Regions from separate parts of the Macaca mulatta genome. Here region 2 is linked to region 1. The links are chromatin contacts, called in public Hi-C maps. All regions are on one chromosome and are shown on one strand. Each heading gives the region's core, a stretch centred on a gene start, on an enhancer-like site or on the middle of the called end of the contact. The rest is flanking DNA. Distances are from core to core; before and after follow the strand shown.

Region 1 (6,503 bases), core at 3,764-6,263:
TTGAGCCAACTCAACGCGCGACAAGTCAGCTGAGCACCAGGCCCATTCGGGCAGCCATCCAAAGTACTCGCTGTTGAATGGCTACTGAGGAGAGCTGGGAGGACCTCTGGGGAGCCTGGCCCACACCAGTCCCAAAGTCTGTACCCCTCACCCAAAGGGGCAGTCCCTTGGCAAGGAGGAAAGGGGAAAAAATGTTCTCTGTCCTCTGACCTCCCAATCCTCCTCAGTTTAATCCTCTGCCTCCCCAAACCCTCCCCACTTCAGGCCTCAGCTCAAGTCCCAGCGCCCCCAGCACTGCCCTCTATACAGCTCCCAGATTCTCAGGGGCCAGGCTAAGACCCAGCCAAGCCTAGAACCCTCTCATCCTGCTCTCAGATGAGCCAGACACTCGTCCCTTCTCCCCATCATGGGAGCACTTCCAAGAGAAGGGTGCAGGATCTCCTTAGAGCTCCCCTCGGCCAGCAGCTGAGCCAGGCCAGGCCACAGATAGGGGTGGTGCTGGATTCACTTATCCCCTGCCCCTCTGCCCAGCCCAGCTCGGCATTCTGACCAGGCCCATGTAAATACCCATGCAGTCTCTGGGAGGTGGCAGGACCCCAGGACAGGGCTCTGTTTGCTGACCCCAGCTTTGGCTTCCCGCTCTGCATAACAGAGGTGACAATCGCACTCACCTCTGATGCTGCCCTGTGAGGCTCTCCTTTGTCAGGATTTCCTCACACTCATTTCCAGAGGGGGAAATTGTCCCCAGCAGGCCAGGGGCCAACATCTACCTTCCCCCACCCACAGAGGCAGCAGAGTCCACCCCCAAGCCTATGCCCTGGCCTGTGAGGGGCACTCACCGTCCTCAATCACAACCTTGATGAGCCGCACAGAGCCAGCCCGTGCCTTGGCAAAGAATTCCTTCAGCTCTTCCGTGGCTATAAGAACAAGAAACATGGTGGGGGATGAGTGGGCAGAGTGGACAGAGACGAGTATGGGGCCTGCTCTGTCCCACAGGGTCTGGTGGCTGAGCTGGGAACCAGGTTAAATACAGCCCCCCATGTGACTGGGAACCTGAGACAGCCACTAAACACAAGCTCCCAAATTTAGCCAGCAGAGGTGGCAGGCGAGTGGCCTGCTGGCTGGGATAGGTCTGGTGATGGGGCGGGGTGGGCAGGGATGGGACAGCTCATCAGAAGATGGGCAGGCTCTGGCATAAGCCAGGCCAGCCACAGTGAATAGCCTCCATCTGCCCCCTGCCCCCCAGGATGGCTGAGCTCTGGGCTGGCCTGGACACACTCAGCATGGTCATATACACAGACAAAGGAACACAGACAAATGCCCCCACTGTGTAATGACCACTATGTCCATTCACACACACACACACACACACACACACACACACACAGAGTTCAATCCAGCATGTGTGAATGTAACACATGACATGGATGTGTGACAGAGGAGCAGAAATTCAAACACCCTCATACATGAACACACGCTCAGTTGCTTAAACACAAATGGACACACACATTTAGATACGCAAACACACAAAGAGATATAGTCCCCAGCTTGCTAACACGCACACAGGCAGGCAAGTGCAGAGCTTGGCTGAGACGTGTGTGCAGGCAACTGGATGTATCAAAGTGTACACAGAAGCACATGGACACACATGACACCCATGTATGCAGCCCCAGTCCCAGCCCTCAAGCCAGACTGTCTAACCCTGAGACCCTGAAGAACCACAGCCAGCCCAGACACAGCCCTGTGGGGGGTGGGGCGACAAGACGCCTTTAACCCTCAGGCAGTTGGGGCAGCTTCCAGGAGGAGTGGACCCCGGAAACTCACTAAGAGACTCCATCTTGGTCAGGTGCGGTGGCTCGTGCCTGTAATCTCAGCAATTTGGAAGGCCAAGGTGGGCAGATCACCTGAAGTCAGGAGTTCAAGACCAGCCTGGCCAGCATGGTGAAACCCCGCCTCTACTAAAAATACAAAAAATTAGCCGCACATGGTGGCTTGCGCCTGTAATCCCAGCTACTTGGGAGGCTGAGGCAGGAGAATCGCTTGAACCCGGGAGGCAGAGGTTATAGTGAGCTGAGATCACACCATGGCACTCCAGCCTGGGCAACAAGAGTGAAACTCCACCTCAGAAAAAAAAAAAGAGAGAGAGACTCCATCTTGGCCACTGGGCTGTAGAGCTGGAAGGTAAGAGCCAGTGAGTGACCAAGGACCCCAGGGCAGAGATGAGGACCATGGTGAGAGCCAGGGAGCCATAAGTGGTGGATCTACTAGTGGACAGGGAAACCACCACGGACCATGCGGGGAAGGTCCCTGCTTGGGTCCCTGGGTGAGCAGGGCTTGGCCAGAGTGACCTTGAGGCTGCCCAGGGGTCAGGGGAATTCCATCAGGAACACAGCTGGAGGCCTGAGGTCAGAGAATATTTATAGGGCCAGGACTGGGCAACTCAGGGGCGGGGGGGCCCTTAGGAAAACAAACTCTGGTCATGTCCTCAGGTGCCCCCCTTGCAGAGTGACCGTTAATCTGAGACCTCAGGCTATGCACCACCCTCCAAGGCCACTGGGTGGGCTGGGGCCCAGCTGAGCTCAGCAGACCCTTAGGGCTCAGAGAAACATGGCATGGAACTGTAGGCAGGTGGACACCGTCCCACTGGGCCAGGACAGAACTTTCCATTGGCAGATCCCAAGCAGGTCCCTGAGGCCCTAAGCCTGGCCTCTGGGGCTCCACCTCTCCCTTAGCTGGGTGACCCCTGACCTCTCTGAACTTCAGTGTATAAAATGGAGATAATAGCCCCAAACCTGGCAGGGCTATGGTGAGGAATAAATGGGAGAAAGGGCTTGGCAATGGTGGCCTCTACTAATAACAATTAATCTTTTATTACGATAACAACAGCAAGCTGACTGTGCTGAGCTGCCTCTTCTATCTGCCCAGACCTTCCCGGAAGGGAGACCAAGAAGCTCCCCCAAAGGACAGGCCGACGGGCCCCTTCTAGTGTTACCAGGGCAAACAGACACCCCAGCAGGGGAAGGCACACCTCCCTGCCCACCCCAGCCCCAATGCCTGCCCAGCCGCCATCAATAATCCAGAGACCAGGCCTGGGACACCTGAGCCTCTATTATCAATGATTCATGAACACCCTCCCTCCGACTCCAGTGAGCCTCACGTTACAGGTCCCTTTCCTGCCCTGCTCTGAGGTCAGCAGATCCACACCTATGGTCAGGACAGGGCTGGCACTTGGTCCTCCAGGGTGATCTCTCCTGCCAACTCCCCCAGCCAGAAATGGGAAGGAGTGGGCTGCTCACAGGTGGAAGGAGGACTGGGGGCAGCCCGGTCCCCAGTGACCCCCTCAGTGGGCCTGTCTCACTATGGGTAATGAGGGAGTGAGGCAGCAGAGAAGGGGTATGGGGTGGCTAACTTCCTGGGATCTCCTCCACCAGGGCTGGAGGCCGGGAGGCAGCAGCTATGACCAGACAAAGGGGAAGGAAGAAGCTGGCCACGAGGCAGTTCCCTCCTGTGGGGCTGAGTCATGAAGCCCGCCTGCCAGCTCCTCCTGGAGAAAGGCTGGCCCATCTGGGAGGCCTGGCCCTGACCCAGGCCCCTGCCTTCGCAGGGCCAGGGAAACCTTTTCAGGGCAGCCCAGCCACCAAGTGGCCACAACCGCACCAGGATTCAGGTGGTCAGGCAGGTCGATGGTGGCAGCCCCAAGCAGGTGATCCTAGTGCGGTGGGAGGGGTGGCTGATGGCCAAACCAGCCAGGCTGTCTGGGCAAACAGCCTGGGCCTTCCCCACAGGCCAGGCAGCCCTCCCAGGTCAGTGACAGATGAGGACACTGAGCCCCAGGTAGAGTCAGGGCACCTGGCTCCTGGCCATTGCTTCTCTCACAGCCCGTCCAAGAAGGAAACTGGGACCCCTGGGGGAGGGGGTGTGTGATGCTAGGGGATGGTGAAGCTTCCTAGGGATGGGGGGGGGCGGGGGTGAGAGCTGGCCTGGATTATTTAGGGCCAGGACTCTCCTCCACAAACCCCATATCTGGACCTCTTCCCTGTCTGCAGTCTGGAGCTGGGATCTTCCAACCAGACTGAGACAGGCTCAGAAAGTCACAACGGAAAATGGGAGGGAGGTCAGAGGTCAAGGTCAGATAGGCAGCTTTCTCCATCCCACTTAGCAGTCTCTGTTCTGGGTTTTCCCCAGCCTGGGGAGAGTGAGTGTCCTGGGAGGAGCAAAGGTCAGGGTCCCCTCACACATACACAAACCCATTCAAGTGATACAGACACATGCGGTATATGCATCCTTGGCAACAAATGCACACTGAGATGCGCTCCAACTATGCACACACACAGACACCCACATACATGTGCACACTGCCATGAAACACTGATGTCTAAAGAGGGTCCTATGGGACCTACAGTGTCCATTCAGCCACAAGTGCCAGTGCATGAATGACCCTTAGATGTGCACAAGGGAGTCACATCGAGAGGTGCACACGTAGGACTGTACACGGAAGACGGGTACACATGCGTGTACACCCACTACAGGAAAGGAACAAAAATATACAGATGGGCACACACAGCCACATTCATCTCCAGGTAGGCACACAGATACTTCCACCCCAGCTGTGTACGTACATGTACACCCACTCCCAGCTATGCACACCACGTCCGTACTCCCCCAGATGTGCCCACCCTAGGCGATCCACGGCTGCAAAAGAGAACAGGAAGCTTCTCCCGGCTGGTGCGGGGTGGAGGGAGGGGCCGAGAGCCGGGGAGGGGGCGCTTCCGAGAGCCGAGACCCAGGCCCCCTGCCCGCCCGCCATCCGCCCTCACCGTGGATGCCCGTCTGGTGCGCCATGGCTCGGCGCTTCGCTCCGTCCGCGCCGTCGGAGCCCTCCACTTGACCCTGGCCCGCCTCCGCTCGCTGGACCAAGAAAGGAGAAGGATGTGGCGGAGGCTGTCGAGCCTCGCGCAGCTTCCCGGGCGGTGCCGCAGGACCCGCCCCCAGCGGCGCCCCGCCCCCGACAGGCGCGGCCGGGAGGCGGGGACTCGGAGCCGCGCGTGCGCGCAGCCTGCGCGTCGGTCCGGGTGGGTCTAAGGCTGATTGATCCGCCGTGCGCACGCCAGCGCGTTCCTCTGTGGCAGGAGAGGGGGCCTGCGTGTGACGGAGCGTGCGTGGGAGGACGCGCGTGTGTGTGCGTCCTGATCACGGTGGTCTGTGGGTGGGGCGGATCGTGCGCGCGCGCCCGACCTGTGCCCCCCCAAGCCAGGTGGGTTTCCGAATAGGAGGGGGTCGCAGCGTACCCGGGTTTGCACCCAGGAAGGGGTCTGCTTGTGGATGGGCGTGCGCACATGCGTGCGTGTGCCAGCTCTTCCCCAGGGGCCGTTTCTTGAGCGCCTCCCGTGGGGTCCTGGGTACCTCGGTGTGGTCATGGCCGCTAGGCTTTGCCCTCACGGTGGAGAGCCCAGGCCCGCCTCACCCGCTAGATGGTGGTAAGAGCCCGTCGAGACAATGTGAGGGGCTGCCAGGAGAAGGCGAAGATTGGAAACCTAGAGGGGAGAATGAAACAGCCCAGCAGAGTGGAGGGAAAAGTTTTCTTTCTTTCTTTTTTTCTGAGACGGAGTTTTGCTCTTGTTGCCCAGGCTGGGGTGCAATGGCGCGATCTCGGCTCACTGCATCCTCCGCCTCCCGGGTTCAAGAGATTCTCCTGCCTCAGCCTCCCGAGTGGCTAGGATTACAGGCATGCGCCTCCATGCCTGGCTAATTTTGTAGTTTTAGTAGAGACGGGGTTTCTCCATGTTGGTCAGGCCGATCTCGAACTCCTGACTACAGGTGATCTGCCCGCCTCGGCCTCCCAAAGGGTTGGGATTACAGGTGTGAGCCACCGCGCCCGGTGGAAAGGTTTTCTTTAAAAAAAAAAATATATATATATATATATATATATATATATATATATATATATATATATTTATTATTATTATTATTATTAAAAAAGAGGGTCACCCTATGTGGTCCAGGCTGCTCTGGAGCTCCTGGGCTCAACCAATCCTCCTGCCTATGGCCTCCTAAAGTGCTGGGATTACAGGTGTGAGCCGCTAGTCCCAGCCAGAAAGGCTTTCTGAGAAGAGAGCACTGCATGTGCAAAGGCCCAGAGGTTGAAAGAGGGCCAGAGCCTGGTGAATCTGAGGAACTTTCCATGTCCTAATGACCTGTGTCTATATCCAGCAGCCTTGCCTTACTGATACCAGTACCTGCCTGCTGCTACCATCCAGTCAACATGTGGCATCTTCCAGGCCACTGTGATGAGTCAGGGATGAGCATCTGACTCTGGTTGGTCCAATCAGCTTGTCCAGGGACTTTGGCTGGGAAGATTGGAAAGGAGGCCAGCTTTTTGGGCTGGGATTGCTAAGAGATGTGATGATGAAGTGTGTGGCCTACCTGGCATCTGGCCCCAGCTTCAGCTCCGTTTACTATCTTGCTCCCCACGCTCACTAGCCTGCATTGAGGCCTCCTCTGTG
Region 2 (5,908 bases), core at 593-3,092, 320 kb after region 1:
CAGCCACTCAAGGCGCCCCGAACTCCCCAGACCGAGCCGGGGAACAAACCTCCCGCCCGCCCCCGGGCGTCGGGGCGCCCCAGAGGCCCCCGGGATGAACGGCCGGACCTTCTCGCGAAAAGCAGCCTGGTCCTTGGGCTCCGCGGCCCCGGCGAGCCCCACTGGGTGCTTCCCCGCAGGAGCGGCGCCCTGGGGCTCGGTCCGTCAGTCAGTCCACGCGGAAGACACCCCGGCGCACGTCCCGCCCCAGCTCACCCACCGTGCACCAGTCTCCTCATGTCCTGGTAGCGAGCCCATAGGTGCGCGCTGAGGTCGGCGCCGCCTGCGGGTGCCTGGGCGGGCGCGGAGCGCGGGGCGCCGGGACAGTGGGCGCCGGGACCCGGGGGGCCGCAGCCAGGGCAGGAGGGCGAGGACGAGGCAGTTCGCGGCCCGCCGTGGCCTCCGCACAGCAGCCAGCGCCGAGCGACCGCCCGCAGCCCCGCACCCGCCATGCCCACCGCGCGCCGCCGGCGCCCGCCGCCCGCCGCCCGCGCTGCCCTGGCCCTCCCGCCGCCCGCCGCCCGCCGCCCTCCGACTGCGCGCCCGCCACGGTGGCCTCGTGCTCCTCACGGCGGCCGGCCAATGGGTGCGTCGCGCGGAGCCCGGCCTGCCAATGGGCGCGCCCCTCGGCCCGTGGGGCGGGAGGCCCCGGACCCGGCGGGGCCGGGCCGGGCCGGGTCTGGCCGGCCCGGGCGGGGCGGGCTCCCCAGCCCCCTCCCCCAGTCTCCCGCGCGGCGCGGGAGGACTCCGCGCCCCTCTTCGGCCGTCACGCCGGCGATGGCGGCGCCCTTCCCTGGCCCCAGCCCTGGATGTCAGAGGGCCTAAGCGCGGCCGTCCCTGCGAGGCTCCGGACGGCCGAGGCGCCGAGCAGAGACAGCCCGAGCGCGACGTGTACCCCCCCCCACCCCGGTCCCCAGGTCCTCTACCGCCCTCTCCGCTCCCGGGTCCGCCCGCCCCACCCTGCGCCTCTGGATGCTTTTGACCCCAGATTCTCTGCCTCTCCCCCCAGTCCTGGTGCGCTCCTTTCCGGGGGTCTTGGTCCCCAGTCTCCGGGCTCGGACTGACTGACCACTGACCAGAGCCCAGGCCGGTCCACTCACTGGTCTAACAAATAAAGAGCCTTTCCCGCGCTCCCCGGTGCCAGGCCCACGCTGGGGGAGGCCGAGAGGCCTGCAGGGCAGCCGACGTCCACTAAGGCAGACTCTTCTCCCGCTAGGGTGACCCCTTCTAACTCAACCAGGTGACTGGGCCGTGCGCTGCAGGGTTGTGGGCCACGGTCACTGCGCCTGCTTGTTTCTGACCTCGGTAAGTGGCCACACCCGTCAACCCCCGGTTTCCCGACGCAGGCCCCTCGTGAGATGCTGTGGTCTTTTCTAGCAATGTCGCCAGGCTTTCCAACAAAATTCCTCTTTCCTGCGCAGAACCGCTCTCCACTCGCATTTCTTCTGCTCAGATCCGTATTCCGAGCCCGCACCAGGCTGTGTGCCGGGTCCAGAGGAGGCCGACCCAGCACCCGGGGGCCCTGTCGAAGGGTGCCAGCTGGGCACGCGTTGTTTTCTGAGGTGGCCTCGCTGTCTTTCAGGGTGTGTGTACATTCGAAACTCCACTGAACCTTGATTGAAGACCTAGTGTGGCAGTCCATGGCCTGGAGACTGGTAAGGATTGAGGCCATAGGATGGGCTTGAGTGTGGCGGTGCCCCCAGGGCCCCACTGAACTAGTGGGTGTGCTGGGAACCTGGCCACACGTGAACCTCTCCAGACGAGGGGCTGCTCTGCAGCGTCCAGCCGTCAAAACCTCCTGTAGAAATTGGAGCGAGCATCAAGCCTGTGTGTGTGCATGCTTGGGCGGAGTCAACCCGGAGAAGAAAGAGGCTTCCGGGCTGGCCCTCCAAAGCCGGTTGTACAGGCGGCAGCTCAGGCTACTCACTGCGGGCCCTATGACCCTTTCTGGGGCGCTGCTTGCTCTCTCCAGTCTGCTTTTGTATATTTTGTGTCCATATCACCAAATCGTCTCATTGGTTCTAAGCTTTCATTTACCTCCCTTAGATTGTCTAATAGTTGTCTCCCTTCTCAAAGCTGTTCCTGCAGTTTTTATTTTAGTTCTAGGTAATGGGGTGACAGCCCCCTTCAGTTATCTTCAGCAAGCACAGCAGCATGAGAGGACGCAATGACAAGTGAAGTCTCTTAAGTCAGAGCCCTGCTTCTATCTGGCATAGCTTCTTAGTCAATTAAGAGAATACATGTAAAGAATACACGTTCAGACTGGGCGCGGTGGCTCATGCCTGTAATTGCAGCACTTTGGGAGGCCAAGGCAGGAGGATCTCTTGAGCCCAGGAGTTTGAGACCAGCCTGGGCAATATAGTGGGACCCCCGTCTCTACAAAAAATTAAAAAATTAGTCGGGTGTGGTGGTGCACCCCTGTAGTGGTGGGAGGATGTCTTGAGCAGGGGAGGAGGGGTTTGTAGTGAGCCGAGACTGCGCCACTGCACTTCAGCCTTGATGACAGAGTGAGATCCTGTCTCAAAAAACAAACAAAAACCATATTTGGGAATACATGGGAAGAGCTCTGCCAATCATTATCATCATAGTGAATATTCTAACTAATGTTAATCAGTTACTATGCTCCAGGGTTGTGTTCAGTGCCTCATTCCTATTACCGCACTACATTCTCACAGCGTCAGAACAAGGCCTCCGTTTTACGGCTTAGGGAATTGAAGCACAGATGGGCTAAGGGAGCACCTGTAGAGCAGGGATGTGGTTTGATAACAGAGCGCATGCTCTTTAACTATCCTGCCCTTCTGCGATTGTTGTGAGTAAAGCACCTACAAGTTCCTGTAGAACGGTAAGTGCCCCATACAACATAGCTTTTATTAATTTTAGGTATCTCACGCAGCGCTTAGATTTTTGCTGTGATCATTGATAAAGTTCAGCTTTCAACACTCCATATCAAATTCTGTTACTTCAGAAGTCTAGGCACCAATCACATCTCCGAAATAAACGCAAGGCATTGCATAATTGCATTTTGGAATGTGGTGCTGTACATAGTCCATCCGAGAGGGTTATCACTTCTCTCTGGGTATTAAGAATAAAAATGGCGGTGGCAAAGTAGGGGGCGCGGCTGCCAGCTCCGAGTTCAGACCCGCACTGGGGAGGCAGAGGGCGGGGCCGGGCCGACGCCACGTGGGCTGCCCTTCCCTTTTGGGCAGCCCCACCTCCAGAGCTGAGGCGCCTGCGCCAGCAGCTTCTGGCCCTGCTCGGCCTCAGGGAGCACGCGCACCCTGCGTACTCTGATTGGCGGAGCCTCACGCCCCCCGCTGCATTCTGATTGGTTGATCCGCCTTGCTTTAGGAGGTCGGCGCCCAGCTTTCCGGCACTCGTACGCGTACCGTACCGCGCTCGTTAGTATTCCAGGCTGCCGTACACGGCGAGTACGGGCGGGGCCGGCCTTGGCTGCGTCCGGGCGTTCCAGTGCGTAGTTCCGCCATACCCATCTCCACGACCTCGGTCGAGCATGTTCACCAGGGCCCAGGTGAGACGGATTCTGCAGCGGGTGCCCGGGAAGCAGCGACTTGGCATCTACCGGTTCCTGCCCTTCTTTTTTGTCCTGGGAGGAACGATGGAGTGGATCATGATTAAAGTGCGCGTAGGCCAGGAGACCTTCTGTAAGTGAGGGGGTAGCAGTCTCTGCTTTCAGGAAGGCACGAGGCGTAGGGATCCGTTTTTCTGGGAAGTATTCTCAGATTGCAAAGTGCGCATTCCACTCAGAACGCTGGGCAAGTGCAGTTCCATTCGCTTGGCAGTCAGGGCGGCCTGGCTCTCTTGTAGGCCGGGCACATTGGCGTCCAACCTTGCGACCTTCCCTGCACTTAGAGGCGAGATCACGTGCTTCCAGCCCTCTCACGCCTGCCCTTCACCCGTGCCGGTGACATCGCCTAAGGAACGGACTTGCTCACAACAATCGTAGAAGGGGGTGGATATGAGGGGTCAGGGAAACTCCTGCTAAATAGCCATTTCACTTTGGACTCATCTGTCCAAACTCTGGAGGGAGCTGATCTGCCTGACTTTGCTATTTACCACTGCCTTTACAGGGCAGTCATTGGCACCAGGTCTTTGGTCTGGGTCCAGATGATCAGCACTGTAAAGACAGTGGTAATGCCTGGCTCTGCATTACTGAGCATTAACTCTGGACAGGCCAGTTCCTTTCAGGACTTCCCCAACCCCTCGGCCCTTTCTGCTTTGCCCCTCTCCTGAAACGCTATCGTTTGTGAATTGCCAACCCAATTAAAGAATTGTTACGTTAGTGATTCCTAAAGATCCTTAGTCCTTCTATTCATCCATTCATTGATACTTAATGAACATTCTTGAGGGGCTGTAATGAAAAAGGCAGAGGTGTCCCTTACCCCAGAAGAGCTCTAATGGGAAAGAAGATGATAAAGACAGTTACCACACGCAGTGATCAGTGCTGTGAGAAGGAAGTGGGAGGAACATAGGAATCTCGGTTGGGCACATCAACTGGACTAGATGGTGCAGGGAAGGCTTCAGGAAGCAGCTACCAAGTAAAGTAGGACCTGAAGACTGAGTAGGTGTCAGTCAGATGAGGGGAAGGTGTGTGGAATTGAAAGCATCTCCATAGCAGTGGTAGGAGCACTTGTGTGAGAGTATGCTGTGTGTTTGAGGGATTGAAGCAGATGAACAAAGTGGGGATGGCTAGAAGGGTGCCTGGGCAGGGTGGCAAAGGGACTGGAGAATCAGGAATGGATCCCAAGGATTCATTTTAAGGAGAGGATTTAACATGTGGAGAATGGCTCCTTGTGGACAGATTGGTAGGAACAGTTACGCTGTATGGCTGTCTAGAGTTGAGACGGTGGCCTGGTCTAGGTTGGGGCAGAAAGGATGCCAAGAAGGGGTGGAAGTAAGAGACAGCCCAGAGGTAGTACTGACAGGGCATGGTAATTGAGTGGACTCAGGAGATGAGGAGTGGAGGCTTCTGGTGGGACACCTGGGGCAGGGGTGGTGCATTTCCTGAACGTGCAGAACACAGGCAGGGCCATCCTGGGCACCATCTGGGACGTGATGAAGTAGATATGGTTATACAGAGCTGAAGCTCAGGAGGCAAATCTGGGCCAGAAATTGGGATTCGTGAACCATTCACAAGCAAATTGTGATGGAAGTCAAACCCTAACTTTTTTTTTTTTTTTGAGACAGAGTCTGTCGCCCAGGCTGGAATGCAGTGGCCGGATCTCAGCTCACTGCTCCGCCTCCCGGGTTTACGCCATTCTCCTGCCTCAGCCTCCCGAGTAGCTGGGACTACAGGCGCCCGCCACCTCGCCCGGCTAGTTTTTTGTATTTTTTAGTAGAGACGGGGTTTCACCGGGTTAGCCAGGATGGTCTCGATCTCCTGACCTCATGATCCGCCCATCTCGGCCTCCCAAAGTGCTGGGATTACAGGCTTGAGCCACCACGCCTGGCCAAACCCTAACATTTTAATTTAATTTAATTAATTTATTTTTTGAGACTGAGTTTTGCTCTTGTTGCCCAGGCTGGAGTGCAATGGTGCGATCTCGGCTCACCGCAACCTCTGCCTCCCAGGGTCAAGCGATTCTCTTGCCTCAGCCTCTGGAGTAGCTGGGATTACAGGTATGCGCCACCACACCCGGCTAATTTTGTATTTTTAGTAGAGATGGGGTGTCTCCATGTTGGTCAGGCTGGTCTCGAACTCCTGACCTCAGGTGATCTGCCCACCTTGGCCTCCCAAAGTGCTGGGATTACAGGTGTGAGCACTGTGCCTGGCCCAAACCCCAACATTTTAAGGGTAACTGAGAATGGCCAGAGAGGCAAGGAAGGAAACCAGGAAGATTTGTTATCACAA

Evidence for each region. Hi-C and Micro-C count contacts between places; a contact is called where the count stands out from the background.
Region 2: a Hi-C map of fetal cortex germinal zone shows a contact between it and region 1, with 5 times the contacts expected there. The contact joins the promoter of NT5DC2 here to the promoter of TWF2 in region 1. A contact is called at or near these places in 2 of 14 Hi-C or Micro-C datasets (fetal cortex germinal zone and liver).

Annotation. Positions count from the first base shown.
Region 1 is chr2:115,764,117-115,770,619 of T2T-MMU8v2.0, forward strand. It overlaps TWF2 (twinfilin actin binding protein 2), which reads right to left and starts at 5,014. Exons shown (of 9, transcript NM_001433503.1): 1 at 4,818-5,014; 2 at 840-917. The coding sequence starts at 4,842. It overlaps LOC114676359 (a long non-coding RNA gene), which reads left to right and starts at 5,012. Exons shown (of 2, transcript XR_013414000.1): 1 at 5,012-5,254; 2 at 6,211-6,503.
Region 2 is chr2:116,082,641-116,088,548 of T2T-MMU8v2.0, forward strand. It overlaps NT5DC2 (5'-nucleotidase domain containing 2), which reads right to left and starts at 1,843. Exons shown (of 14, transcript XM_077993087.1): 1 at 1,359-1,843. The coding sequence starts at 1,479. It overlaps UQCC5 (ubiquinol-cytochrome c reductase complex assembly factor 5), which reads left to right and starts at 3,412. Exons shown (of 2, transcript XM_002802794.4): 1 at 3,412-3,701. The coding sequence starts at 3,551. It overlaps LOC144339231 (a long non-coding RNA gene), which reads right to left. Exons shown (of 3, transcript XR_013414024.1): 3 at 3,444-4,844.